Linked DNA regions of Mus musculus: all the other regions are linked to region 3. Evidence: chromatin contacts called from public HiChIP or PLAC-seq data. All regions are on one chromosome and are shown on one strand. The core of a region is the stretch at or near the end of the contact, and the rest is flanking DNA. Distances in the headings are between cores, read along the strand shown. Region 1 holds the start of Arhgef10l (Rho guanine nucleotide exchange factor (GEF) 10-like). Region 2 has its middle 9.5 kb from the start of Gm13025. Region 3 overlaps Igsf21 (immunoglobulin superfamily, member 21).

What was found. HiChIP or PLAC-seq counts read pairs in DNA pulled down with a chosen protein or histone mark.
Region 1: a contact with region 3 is called in an H3K27ac HiChIP or PLAC-seq map of embryonic stem cells, with 10 times the contacts expected there. The contact joins the promoter of Arhgef10l here to the enhancer-like site in region 3. A contact is called at or near these places in 4 of 39 promoter capture datasets (embryonic stem cells, hippocampal neurons and pre-B cells), 1 of 15 datasets of contacts at CTCF or cohesin (embryonic stem cells), 11 of 484 Hi-C or Micro-C datasets (all in embryonic stem cells), 3 of 115 datasets of contacts at active chromatin or transcription factors (astrocytes and embryonic stem cells) and 1 of 9 other capture datasets (embryonic stem cells).
Region 2: a contact with region 3 is called in an H3K27ac HiChIP or PLAC-seq map of embryonic stem cells, with 6 times the contacts expected there. The contact joins two enhancer-like sites. A contact is called at or near these places in 1 of 39 promoter capture datasets (embryonic stem cells), 1 of 15 datasets of contacts at CTCF or cohesin (embryonic stem cells), 10 of 484 Hi-C or Micro-C datasets (all in embryonic stem cells), 4 of 115 datasets of contacts at active chromatin or transcription factors (astrocytes and embryonic stem cells) and 1 of 9 other capture datasets (embryonic stem cells).

Annotation. Positions count from the first base shown.
Region 1 is chr4:140,662,917-140,667,154 of GRCm38.p6, reverse strand. It overlaps Arhgef10l (Rho guanine nucleotide exchange factor (GEF) 10-like), which reads left to right and starts at 1,268. Exons shown (of 29, transcript NM_001290803.1): 1 at 1,268-1,399.
Region 2 is chr4:140,687,109-140,691,282 of GRCm38.p6, reverse strand. No RefSeq gene overlaps it. Among named protein-coding and RNA genes, the nearest start is that of Gm13025, 9.5 kb to the right of the region's middle. Within about 2 kb of position 2,797, at least 67 of the 459 cell types and tissues checked have an H3K27ac peak or open chromatin away from gene starts, as enhancers often do. A contact at or near this core is called in embryonic stem cells, where this site is marked.
Region 3 is chr4:140,137,162-140,141,122 of GRCm38.p6, reverse strand. All of the region lies in intron 2 of Igsf21 (immunoglobulin superfamily, member 21), which reads left to right. Among named protein-coding and RNA genes, the nearest start is that of Gm13029, 3.7 kb to the left of the region's middle. Within about 2 kb of position 1,887, at least 20 of the 459 cell types and tissues checked have an H3K27ac peak or open chromatin away from gene starts, as enhancers often do. A contact at or near this core is called in embryonic stem cells, where this site is marked.

The DNA of each region.
Region 1 (4,238 bases), core at 19-2,518, 530 kb before region 3:
TAACAGGCCAGTGTAACTCCCTGGGGCTACTGGGAACTGCAGTCTCTGTCAGGACTCAGCTAGGCTTCGGTGTCTACAGAACCCCTGGAAAGAGAGGAGGAGGATCAAATGCATGTTTTTCTGTTCGCTTTGCGTTTTAGTGACAGCGTCTCCACAAGTGGAACTTACCATGCAGCCTAGGGCTGGCTTCTGACTCCCAGAGATCTTCCTGCCTCAGTATCCCCAAGGCTGCGATGATAAGTGATCACATTCAGATACATGTATATTTATTTTAGGCAAGCAAGGGCAGGCCAGATGTAGCCCTAGGATTGCAGTTGCCTGTCCCTGATCTAACACCTCAGGCTCTGGAGTCTCGGTGGAGGGCACAGAACTGCTTTGGTCTTTTACTATGAGCTCAGTCATGCTCACCGCCATGGATCTGCATGGATTTGGTGCGAGAGGGTGGGGCTACCTTTGTGTCTCCAGCTGGGCTTTCCTGGGGCTCAAGGAGTAGGCGGAGCAACTGTGATCAATGGACTTTCCTGATGTTCAGATGCCTGTGTTCTTGACGAGCAAGCGAGATGTTGGTCAAATCTGTGCTCATCCACACCGACAGCGAGGAAGATGACTTTGGCAAAGCCATTCCCCTATCCTGCATCACCAAAGACACACTCTGTGACCTGAGCTGCTGTCCCTAGGAGCCAGAAGCCCGTGGTGGTGACCCTGTTCCTAGTGCTATCATTCAGAGGCTATTATTATTACTATTATTATGCCTGCAGTTTAACAAGCAGATAACTGAGACTCAGAGAGACCAGACCGCTTGTCTGAGGCCACACAGCTGTCACTTAGCTGTCCTGGAGAAGATCTTTCCTCCTGGCCCTTCCCATCTTACCTGGTTAAAGGATCTAGATCATATAGGGCCCCACCCATCCCGGAGTCCTGTCTTGAGCCCCATCCTACCAGGGGACAGCAGATCCCCTGGGCTCAGCACTCCTTGAAAACCCATCTTTGTTTTTTTTTTTTTTTTTTTTTTTTCTCCTTTCTACCCTGGCTAACTCCCTGGGCCTCCCGGGCTGGGCTGAGGGATATATGCCCAGCCAGGTTGGGACTGACTCAGCCTAACCCTTCCTGGTGGTAGAGGCCAGGGCCCCCTCCAGTCCTCCAGTCTTCCGCCTTCACCCTCTGCCCGCCTCCGTGTCCAATGCACCGGCCCAGCAGGTCTGGCGGGTTAATGACTCATACAGCTGGGTTGTCAGCAAGCCCAGCCAAGCCTGGCTCAGGAGCCCGAGTGTGTCAGACCTGAGGCTCCTGCTCAGTCCACCAGCAGCTTCCCCACCAGATGCTTGCCCGCTGGTGGCGCCTGCCCCGGTCACTGGCATCTTCTCCCCTGAGGACCACAGTTGGACTGTGCGCAATCCAGGTCGGTCAGTCTCTCCCAGTTAAGCCCTCTTCGTTCTTTGCAGAGTTGGAAGAGGTTCTTTGAATGTGATGGAGGTAGTGAGGGTCTCCTGCGTTGACACCTTTGGGCTCTGGGGTTCCCGGCTCTCCCTGAGATGACAAGGAGGCTTGGGGGCTAACGAGGACGATGTGGGAGGAGGGACATGGAAGGATCCAGGAGCACAGGTGTGTGGTGGGAGTTCCCTACCCTATTTTTAGGCTTACGGAGGTTGAGAAGGCTTTCTGTGGCTTCAGAATATCGTTATAGTTGGAAAATTGAGGCTCCGAACCCCCGGAGAATGCTGAGGTGGCACAGTGGCTGGACACTAGTGATCCACTCTCGGTCTTCCTTGCTGCTCCATGGCTGCCTGCTTGTTTCTCCCGTGTTCATACCCTGGTGGCCTCCTCTGCCAGTCCTGTCCCTTCCCATCCCTGCCTTTCCCATCTAAAGGGAGGGACTACAGTTTATACAGCTTCCTTGGCAGAGATTGTACCCGTTTGTGGTTGGGTGGCATTTTAAAGGTCACTAGGCAGCCTTGCCCTGCGTCTCTGACAGGTTGCTTTTTAGCCATAGCTTGACTGCCTCTGGTGATGGACGGCTCACTGGTTTCAAAGGATCTATTTCATTGTTTGGTCAACATCTGGCCAATGATAACATAATGAACTCAACTGGGTCCCCGTTTCATGCTTTCATTTGGCTAGCACAGTGCAGTGCCTGTGTGACGAGCTTAATCTTTCAGTAACCCCAATGAGTCCGTGCTATTCTGATCACAGGCCTAGAGGGGCGAAGTAGCCCCTCTCATGGATGGAGAAAAGGGGAGCTGGGGTTTAAGGAGGAGGCAGGGTGGGCGTGGCAGAGGACAAGAGGAGCCTCGATCCTAAGTCAGCTTCTTCTTTCCCATTATTACCATGTCCCCCGCCTCCTCTTGCTTTCTGTGGAGGGACTCTGGTGATCAATGAGGCAGCGTCTCACCAAGGTACTTGACAGTTTACAAAGTTATCTATGTTACTGGCCCCCTAGGGCACTCACAACAGCCTGGCTAACTGGACAGGGCGGGAACAACCACCCCCGTGGTGGTGACTGACCCTGTAGTTATGGGACCAAGGCCTATCGAGGTCAGGCATCCTGCCTGAGGCCACATGGCTATGAGACAGCAAGGATTCAAGGGTCTCTCCTTTCCCTGGGAGAAGACCTCCTCATCTCTACAGGTTTTGGTCTGGAGGACCCTGGAGAGTCTGGTAGAAGTGACAGAGGTGGGGTTGCCTCGTACACTGAGGCCCAGCTTGTGGCCTCCACCCACCTGCCTCTGTCCCCCAAGAGCTGAGGACTTTGGGGGTTTGAGAAGGTGGCCCTTCTGTATCCCTGTCATCAAGAAGAAAGACGTCCCCACTCAGTGTAGAGGACAGTCATCGGGAGGAGATCACAAGAGGAGTCTGCTGTTCTGAAATCCTCGTGACGGTGCTATAATGGCTGCCACACTTCTGTGACCGAGAATCCACTTCCTGGGCACCGCCATGCGCAGAGCATAAGCCACACAGAGCTCTGCTGACAGTCCCATCTCCCAGAGGGCTCTAACTAGTCACGGCTGGGCGTACTTTAAAACACAGGGATGAAGCTGGGAGCTGGTGGCATGCTCCTTTAACCCCAGCACTCGGGAGGCAGAGGCAAATGGATCTCCCAGTTTAAGGCCAGCCTGGTCTACAGAGTGAGTTCTAGGACAGCCAGGGCTACACAGAGAAACCCTGTCTTGAAAACAAAAACAAAACAAAACTGAAAACCAAAATGCTGGTGTGGTGCCTTGCACCTGTGATCCCAGCACTTAGGAGGCCGAGGCAGGAGGATTGCTGTGAGTTTGAGACTATCCTGAACTACAGTGTGAGACCCTGTCTCCACAACAGCAGCTCCCTTCTCCCTCATGGTAACAACACAACCCAAGAAGGGCCAAACCTCCACACAGTACAGGCAGCTGCTCACCCAAAGTCTGCGGGCCCTTCCTTGACTGTGAGGGTCCTTGACCTTTAACCCTCATGACTGAAGTGATCTTGAGCATTTCTCGTTACATTTCTTTTTACTTGGTGTGCGTGGGTAGGGGGATGAGAAACGTGAGCTTTGGCTCACACAAGGAGGGAAGTACCCTCATCCGCTGAGGCTGAGCCATCTCATTAGCTGGGCTGTGAGTTTCTTGATATTGCCCCTTTTCGATGCAGGATCACAGGTTGTGCAATGCGGGGGTGGGGTGGGGGGTGGGGGGAACTGAGGCTGAACTCAGTCAAGCTCACGGGGCCAGTAGGTGGGAGCAAGAGTTCCAAACAGGTCTGCACGTCCCCTGAAGTGGGTACCCTGCCTGGAATGGAATGCAAGCTCTCAGGGGGAGCAGAGCAGAGGTCTCCAGGGCTCTCAGGAGCTGAGCAGGAAGCAGGTTTGGGAGAGCTTGTAAGGTGGCTCAGTGGGTAAAGACAGGTTTGCCACCAGATCTGACAAAAATGTGAAAAATGGAGTCTGGTTTCCTGAAAACCAGACTCCAGGGAACAAGTCTCAGGAGCTGTGCTGGTGTCACGGCTGCCCTTGTACTCCCTTTAGTCACCACTTCTGGCTGAGGGAACCCCTACTCCCAGGTTCCTCTGGCGTGGGACGACACCGGGAAATGGGTGTGGATGGTGAAAGCTTCGTGCTCCTGACTCAGTTCACAAGGCAGTGGCTGGCCGAGGAGAGAGCCAGGGGTTCAGACAGACCAGCTACCCTGCCCATCCCCCACATCCCTCCCTACCCCAGCTCTTCCCCTGAGCCAGTTAGCTGATAATCATCCCTTCAATCTGATAAA
Region 2 (4,174 bases), core at 1,548-4,047, 550 kb before region 3:
CCCCTTTTATAGTGGGCCAGCCTACCTGGCTCTTGCCAGGTAACTGTGGGGAGGAGCACACTTGGCTGTTGCCAGGTAACTGTGGGGTGGAGTTTAGACAGAATGCTAACAGTCAGTGCTGGCTAAGAGAATGAGCCAGGCACCTTCTCCAGGAAGGCTTTGAAGATAGCATCTCCTGTTCTACAAGTGATGTTATCTCATTTAATACCTGATGGCTATCTTTGAAGGTGAAGTTTATGATCCTCTTCATAAAGATGAGGGAAGTGAGACTTAACTCGTCCAAATTTACACCATTAACATGCTGCATGCTCTGTCTGACATCTGCCGCTCCGACTTGCTTCCACCTGTGCTGGAGACAAGATATTTGTTCTCTTTCCCTTTCTTGGTTTAGTCTAATTCTCAGGATTCCTGCCCCTGGATCTGAGGGCCACACTGTCTTCCTCTGACTTCCCTTGTCAGGGTTCTAAGCTCTGGGGAGATGTGGGTCCCTTCCCCTTCCTAGCTGGTGTAAGCCCTGTCACACTGCCTGGGCAAGCTTTTCACTTGTGTGCACATTTCCTGGTCTATGGAGTGGGCAGAGCTCAGTGTTTGCCCATGCACAAAACCCGGTATTCCTAAAAGCCGGCATGGTGGCGCTCCTGCTTGTGACCTTACCATTCTGGAGGTGGAGACTGGAGGGTCACAAGTTCTAGGTCACCCGTGTCAATGTCGTGAGCTTTAGGTTAGCTTAGCTTACATGGGACCCTGTCGGAAGTAAAAGGGGAGGGGCCGCCGCTTGGATTCGCTGAGGAAGTGGCCCTAGTCACGTGGCCAGGTGACACTGTACAGGGTAGGTTCTGTCTGCAAGCTCACCAAGAGAAGTTGCACCTGGACAGTAACCCCCTGCCTCCACCTCTCTAGTGCTGGGTTCAGAGGCGGGCAGCAACACGCTCCGTGCTCCGTTTCAGGCCACCCTGGGGATGGAACGCCAGACTTCACACACACCAGGCAAACACTTCATCATTTTTTTCCCTTTATTTTGAGAACGAGTTTTGACTTGTAACTCAAGCTAGCCTCCAACTCATAATCCCCCTGCCTCTGCCTCTCCAATGGTAAAATCACAGATGTATTACATGGATTTTTTTTTTTCTTACTAGCCATCTTAGCTTCTCTGAATGGGGCCTTGTAGATAGGACTGTTTAAAAAAAATGTGGGGGCTGGAGAGATGACTCAGCAGTTGAGAGCACTTGGTGCTCTTACAGAAGAGCGAGGTTCAACTCCTAGTGCCCACAGGGTTGCTCACAACCATACTTAACCCTAGGGGATCTGGAACACTGACCTTTGCAGGGCACCAGGCACACATGTTACATACATGCAGGCAAATGACTTCTATGCATGAATAAATCTTTAAAAAATACGAGTGTAGAAAACAAATTAACAAGAGAAAAACCCTCTGGGTTGGTCATTTTTTACATGTATTTTATTTTATCTTACGCATATGAGTGTTTCGCCTGCGTGTATGTAAGGGCCGGGTGCACCCTTCCTCTGCAAGGACAGCCAATGGTTTCAGCTGCTGAGTCTCCCCATCTTGCCATCACCCCCAAGACTAAGATGCTTAATGCATGCATTTTACCTCCGCATGGGGACAGCTGTAGAGACACCTCGACGGTCAGGTTAGCATGGCACACTTTTCATTGAGATACGTCAGGGGCTGGAAAGATGGCTCAGTGGCTAAGAGTGCTGGCTACTCTTTTAGAAGACAGAGGTTCGAATCCCAGCACCCACAGCGCGGCTCACTACTGTCTGTAACTCCATTTCCGTGGGGTCCAGCACCCTCCTCTGACACCCGTGAGCTCCAGGCACACTCATGAACAGTTGTAGGTTAGGCAAAACACCCATACATATTAAAAAAAGAAAAAGAAAGTTTAAGGGGTGCTAAGGAAGAAACCAAAGGCCCTCATTTCTGCCAGGTGAACCCTCTCCCATGAGCCCCACCCTTAGCTCCAACACCTGGGTCTGGCTGTGACGTAGGAACCAACATGAAGAGGGGAGAAAATGAGTTCTGTTCTTGGCCAAGAACGAAACAGAAACGAAACGTAGATCTTGGGGGAGACCCACAGATTTACAGTTCACTGACTTACATTTTACTCTGGGGTGGGGGTGGGGGTTGTTCCAGAAACTAAAGAAGGGGAGGGGGGAGGGGGGGGCTGAGGAAAGGGGTGGAACCTCACTGTGTTTTCTGGGATGGCATTTTTCAGGAATTGGGGAGTGGCTTTCCCCAGCCTTTGTGGTTAAGTCCAGTCACAGCTCTGGCAAATTGTCCTGACAGGGAAGAGGGAAGGTTGAGCATAGAGATAGGATTGCCTTTCTCTTTCCTCCTCTTTTTTTTTTAATGATACAGGGTCTCCTCGCTATCCTGGAACTTGCTACATAGACCAGGCTGGCCTCAAACTCACAAAGAGATTCACCTGCCTCTGCCTCCCATGTGCAGGGATTAAAATCTGCCATGACGCTTAGCCTAGGATATATTTTTTTGGGGGGTGAAGGGCAAGGTTTTACTCTGGTTGGGCACCCGGCACACATGTTATAAACATGCAGGCAAATGACTTCACTTGAGTAAATCTTTAAAAAAAAAAAAAAAAAAAAAAAACTAGGGTAGAAAAAAAATTAACAAGAGAAAAGCCTCTAAGTTGGTCCAAGCAGTCTGACTCCCGTGGCCTCCGATGCAGGAATTGCAAGCACGTGACTCACAGTTGGGTTACACTGACTATGGGTTTATAGTAAGGCTGAGGGTGGAGTGTCAGGAGGAACTTGAGGCCATAGGCCTCTGGGGATGGGGCGGAAGGGATCTGGAGGAGGGAAGCATTAGAAGGTCCAGACTGTCTTACCCGGAGGAACTTCCCCCAGGCGGGACCCTGGGAGCTTCAGGGAGTGAATAACTATACCACCCCCTCCGAACCCCTCCCACCCCCTCCCATCTCATCCCCACCCCTCCCCTCTCCTCTCCTCTCCACCCCTCCACTCCCCTCCCCACCCCTCCCATGCCATCCCAGTGCTGGCTGCTTCCAGTGACTCAGTAGTTGGTGGTGGCCTCTCTGCACACTGCCTTGCTTAATTGACACTCCACCTTAGCCCCCAGCCCACTGGCAGAGAGGAATGTCCATTAACCCTCCCGTGACCATTACCTTCTGGATTGCTCCTGGGGTGCTGCTGTACTTTAGCTAATTCAGGCTTTCTCAAGTCTCTCGCCCACCCCGTTGTGTTTTTAAATGTCATTTTTAAATTATTTATTTTTTTAAAAAAGATTTATTTTATTTTATGTATATGAGTACACTATAGCTGTGTCTTCAGACACACCAGAAGAGACCATCGGATCCCTTTACAAATGGTTGTGAGCCACCATGTGGCTGCTGGGAATTGAACTCAGGACCTCTAGAAGAACAGTCAGTGTTCTTAACCCCTTGAGCCATCTCTCCAGGCCCCTTAATTTATTATTATTTTTTTTAATTAATTAATTAATTTATTATATGTAAGTACACTGTAGCTGTCTTCAGACACCCCAGAAGAGGGTGTCAGATCTTGTTACAGATGGTTGTGAGCCACCATGTGGTTGCTGGCTTTTGAACTCAGGACCTTCAGAAGAGCAGTTGGCGCTCTTAACCACTGAGCCATCTCACCAGCTCCCAATTTATTATTTTTTATGTGCATTGGTGTTTTGCCTGCATGTGTGTCTGTGTGGATAAGGGTGTCCGATCCACTGGAACTGGAGTTACAGGCAGTTCGGAGCTGTCCACATTGGTGCTGGGAATTGAACCCGGATCCTTTGGAAGAACAGCCAGTGCTCTCAACCTCTGAGCTATCTCTCTAGACCCTCCTTTTTTTTTTTTTTTTTTTATTTGAGACAGGGTTTCTCTGTGTATCCCTGGCTGTCCTGGAACTCACTCTGTAGACCAGGCTGGCCTCAAATTCAGAAATCCGCTTTCCTCTGCCTCCCAAGTGCTGGGATTAAAGGTGGGTGCCACCACACTGGCCTCTTGGGGACTGCTGACCATGCGCCACCCTGAACAGCATGGAACCCACTTGTTATCTAGCTCTCCCTAACCCACAGAATGTCTGTGACTAGAAGTGTCCCTTTGAGCCAAGTAGCCCAGCCATTGGACCAAGATGGATCCAGCGTGATGAAGGCCAGTAAGTC
Region 3 (3,961 bases), core at 638-3,137:
ATTTCTCAGAAGTCACCAGGCTGGAATTTGAACCCAGCCCTTCCGGTCTCAGACTTCTCTCTAGCCCGTTTCTTGTTTCCTCACAATGCTCAGCTCTGTCAGGCTGCAAGAGCACATCTGGATGCCTGGTCTATGCTGGGACAGGTGCAGCAGACATAACCCCTTCCTCCTCGGGGCTATCAAAGCCCTACCTGGGAGCCTCCACCCAAGGTGCCACCCAGTGGACACTTTGCTCATCTGGATGGCGACCTGGACCGAGAACATGATCATCCCTTGGTAGTGAGCTTCCAGAGTCCTCGCCAGAGTGGAGTATGAACATCTGAAGCCACAGTTAGGTTCTCTCAGACACTCCAGGCTCCAGACAAGCAGCTTTCTTGGTAAGGCTGGCCCCAAGCCCCTCATGGCTCTCTCTGGAAATAAGGGAACCAGCACCCCCTGTCGGGTGTTGAGGGAATCACGTGCTGTTTGTGGGAGGGCCTCCCACCGTTTCCCATTTATAGCAGAGGGTTTATATGAACACGCTAAGATTTGATCTGATCGCTGAATCACCACACCCAGCCTATGGTTTGTAAGTGGAGATACTGAGGCCCAGGTCAAGATGAGTTGACTTTCCAACCAACGAGTCCAACCAACAAGTGTGGGTTGGCATGGCGCCCAAACTGTGGTGGCTGGACATCTGTATGTACGTTCCCAGCCACCCCCTCACTCTTCACAGAGGACACATCTTGGGACCTGAGTGCTCCAGTCTCTTCTACACAGTTCCACTATGGGGCTCTGGAGATGACTCAGAACACAAAGCGCTTGCCATGCAACTGAGAACAGCTGAGCTCCTATCTCCAGATCCATACGAAGCCAGCGCAGGCCCCTCACTCCAACACTCCTCCAGGGAGACTGAAGGCAGAAGCAAGAGAATTCCCAGAAGCCCGTGGGCTAGCAGTGAACGACACGGAGACCCTGCCTCAAAGCAAAATGGCAGGTAGAGAGACCCACATGGGCTGTCCTGTGTCCTCCACGTGCGCACCAGGGATCGAGGGGGCCTGTGCTCAGCCACACACAAACATGAGCTGACACATAAAATGCCACAACATCTGAATTTACCCTACACAGTCCCCCGCGGGCTTGAGTCACCTCTGGGTGACGTCTGCTGATTATTTAATTATTCGCCTTGTTCCCCGTTCATATTACTGTACTCGTTTGAGAAACATCAGTAGGGCTGGAGGGATGATGGCTCAGCAGTCAGGAGTGCTTGCTGTTCTTGTATGGTCCCTGGGTTCTGATCCCAACACACACATCAGGTGGCCCACAGCCATCTGCAGATCCAATGCAGTCCCCACGTGCAATGCACACACGCATACACAAGAATAAAAATCTTTTAAGAAGGACAAAAAGAAGGAGAAAAATGCAGACACAGCAAATGTGTATCCTGGTTGTATCTCCAGTCTGTCCTCAGTTGATCACCACAAACTCAAAACCCAAGACAGTTAAGGGAAGAGCCACCCCTGTTCCGTCTCCCTCCTCCCCCAAAACTCCTCTCCTATACACACGGATGTATTAGCTGACAGAAATAAAATTTAAAAAGCCCAGAGTTGTCTCTGAGACCTGGGGCATTGGTAAGGGGCACAACTGCCCACAGAGCCTGAAGAAGAAGCCCAGACAGCTTGTAGGGATTAAAGGCTCCCAGGCTGAGACGTGCCTGGCTCTTTTCTGCTGCCCCCCCCCCCGCACCCCAGGGGTGACTGAGTCTGTGCACGCCCCAGGACCTGGCAGACCTGGCCAACTGGACTTTTCTGAGAGATTCAAGGCACTGGGTTGAACCCCCCTCTGCTCTCACACAGTGCAGGGCTTGCTCTCAGCAAGCAGTGCTCAGTGGCAGTTTTCTCTCTGTGGCTCTGTGGAGGTCTGTGGCCTGATTGATGGAGGCCCCTGTAGAAAGTGGTGCTGGGATTTTCCATTAGAACTGGGAAGCTCGCTGTTAGAGCTTTTTAGAAGGTCAGAGGGTAGGCTTGGAAAATACTGACAAAGCAGCCGCCGCCTCCACCCCACCTCCTGTCTGCCCTGGGGCTGAGGTGTGGCTGTGTGTAAGGTGAGCTGGTGCTGATCTACCAGCTACCACCCACACCCACTCCTGACCACAGGCACTTCCTGTGGCCCCAGCCTACTTCCTGTTTCCAGGGAGATCTCTGGAGGATTCCTAGTCTTTTCCTGCTTCCTCCTGGAGTGTGCTTTCCTCTTCCGCTATGGAGAAAGCAAGACTGAGGTACAAGTTGGAAAGATCGAACCCAGTGCTCATGCCTGTCCGACTGCCTGTCCGTCTGTCTGTCCTTCAGTCCCTCCTTTCTTCCTCCATCCTCTTTCTCCCTGTCCCCACCCTCCACGTCCTGATGCATTCATCCATCCTGTACCTGTGTCTCCTATGCCTTCCAGGCGCTGGAATCCAGCCCTTGGTGTCCGTGTGGGTGTCTCTTCAGGAAAAACCATCCACGCCTCCTCCCTCAGATGGGAAACCCCTGATGGCAGGCAGTATGAGAATTGGCTATGCACAGAACACCCTCCTCGCTTTGTATCAAAAACTCCAGTTACAATGCCTTCAAGGCTGGGTAGAGGCTGGGACGCCAGTTACTTGCTTGTCGAAAAAGCAGCCCAGTGAAGGAAGAGTTTATTTGAGCTCACAGTTCAAGCCTATGGTCCCATCGTGGCAGGAAGGCATGGCACCAGGAGCCTGAGGCATCTACCTGGGAGTATCCGATGCCTCTGCAGTCAGGAAGCAGGGAGTGATGGATGCTGGTACCCAGCTCGCTTCCCCAGCCCTGGCATGGTGCTTTCCGCATTCAGAGGAGTCTCCCCACCTCCGGTGACGTAATCCAGAAGCTTCCCTCCAAGCACAGCCCGATGCTTATCTCCCAGTGATTCTGGATCCTGTCAAGCTCACAGTCGGCATTAACCACCACAGATGCTCTGTCAGGTGCTTAGCTGGGAAGGGATGCCCGGCATCTGTGTACAGATCCTAACATTGGGGAGGCAGAGACAGGAGCATCCTTGGGCTTCCATGGTGAGCTATTAAAGCCTAATTAGTGAGCTCCAGGCTCACCCATGACAGACCCTGTCTCAGAGGAGGTGGAGAGTTCCTGAAGAACCAAGCTCAGAGCTGTCCTCTGTCTCCATACACATATGCATATGCAACACACACACACGCTCACACACATTTACACACACTTACACACACAGACACATTCACATACTCACACACACTCACACACACTCACATGCTCACACACTCGCATACTCTCTCTCTCTCTCTCTCTCTCTCTCTCTCTCACACACACACACACACACACACACACACACACACACACAGAATCTTTTCCTCCTAATTCCTTTAAAAGAAGCTCTGAGTTCGAGACCAGCCTGGTCTACAAAGTGAGTTCCAGGACAGCCAGGGCAACACAGAGAAACCCTGTCTCGAAAAAACAAACAAAAAAGAAAGAAAGAAAGAAAAGAGAGAGAGAGAGAGAGAGAGAGAGAGAGAGAGAGAGAGAGAGAGAGAGAAAGAAAAGAAGCTCAAAGTACAAAGCAGAAAGATTGCTGGAAGCCAGTCCCAGCTCTGATGCTCTCCTTGGGAATTCTCTGGGGCTCCGCGTCCTCAGGTTCTGGTCCGGGATGGAGAAGGCTCCCAGCCTCCCCGACGGAGAGAAGTTAATGTCCCTCGTCCATAGCATGCCTAATGTGTCCACACGCCGGGAACTATTCTAGGACCAGAATATAATTGTGAGGAGACAAACAGAACTCCTTCCCCGGCAGGGTAAGGAGACAGACCATTAATTAAGTAATTAGCAAGAAAATAGCAGGCGGTGATAAGTGCGGTGCAGATAATTGTGGGTGGTATGGTGGGGAATAGCTAGAGTTCTTGATGTGCTGCTGGCCAGAAAGTGACATTCACACTGGACTGTATGACGAGGAGGGA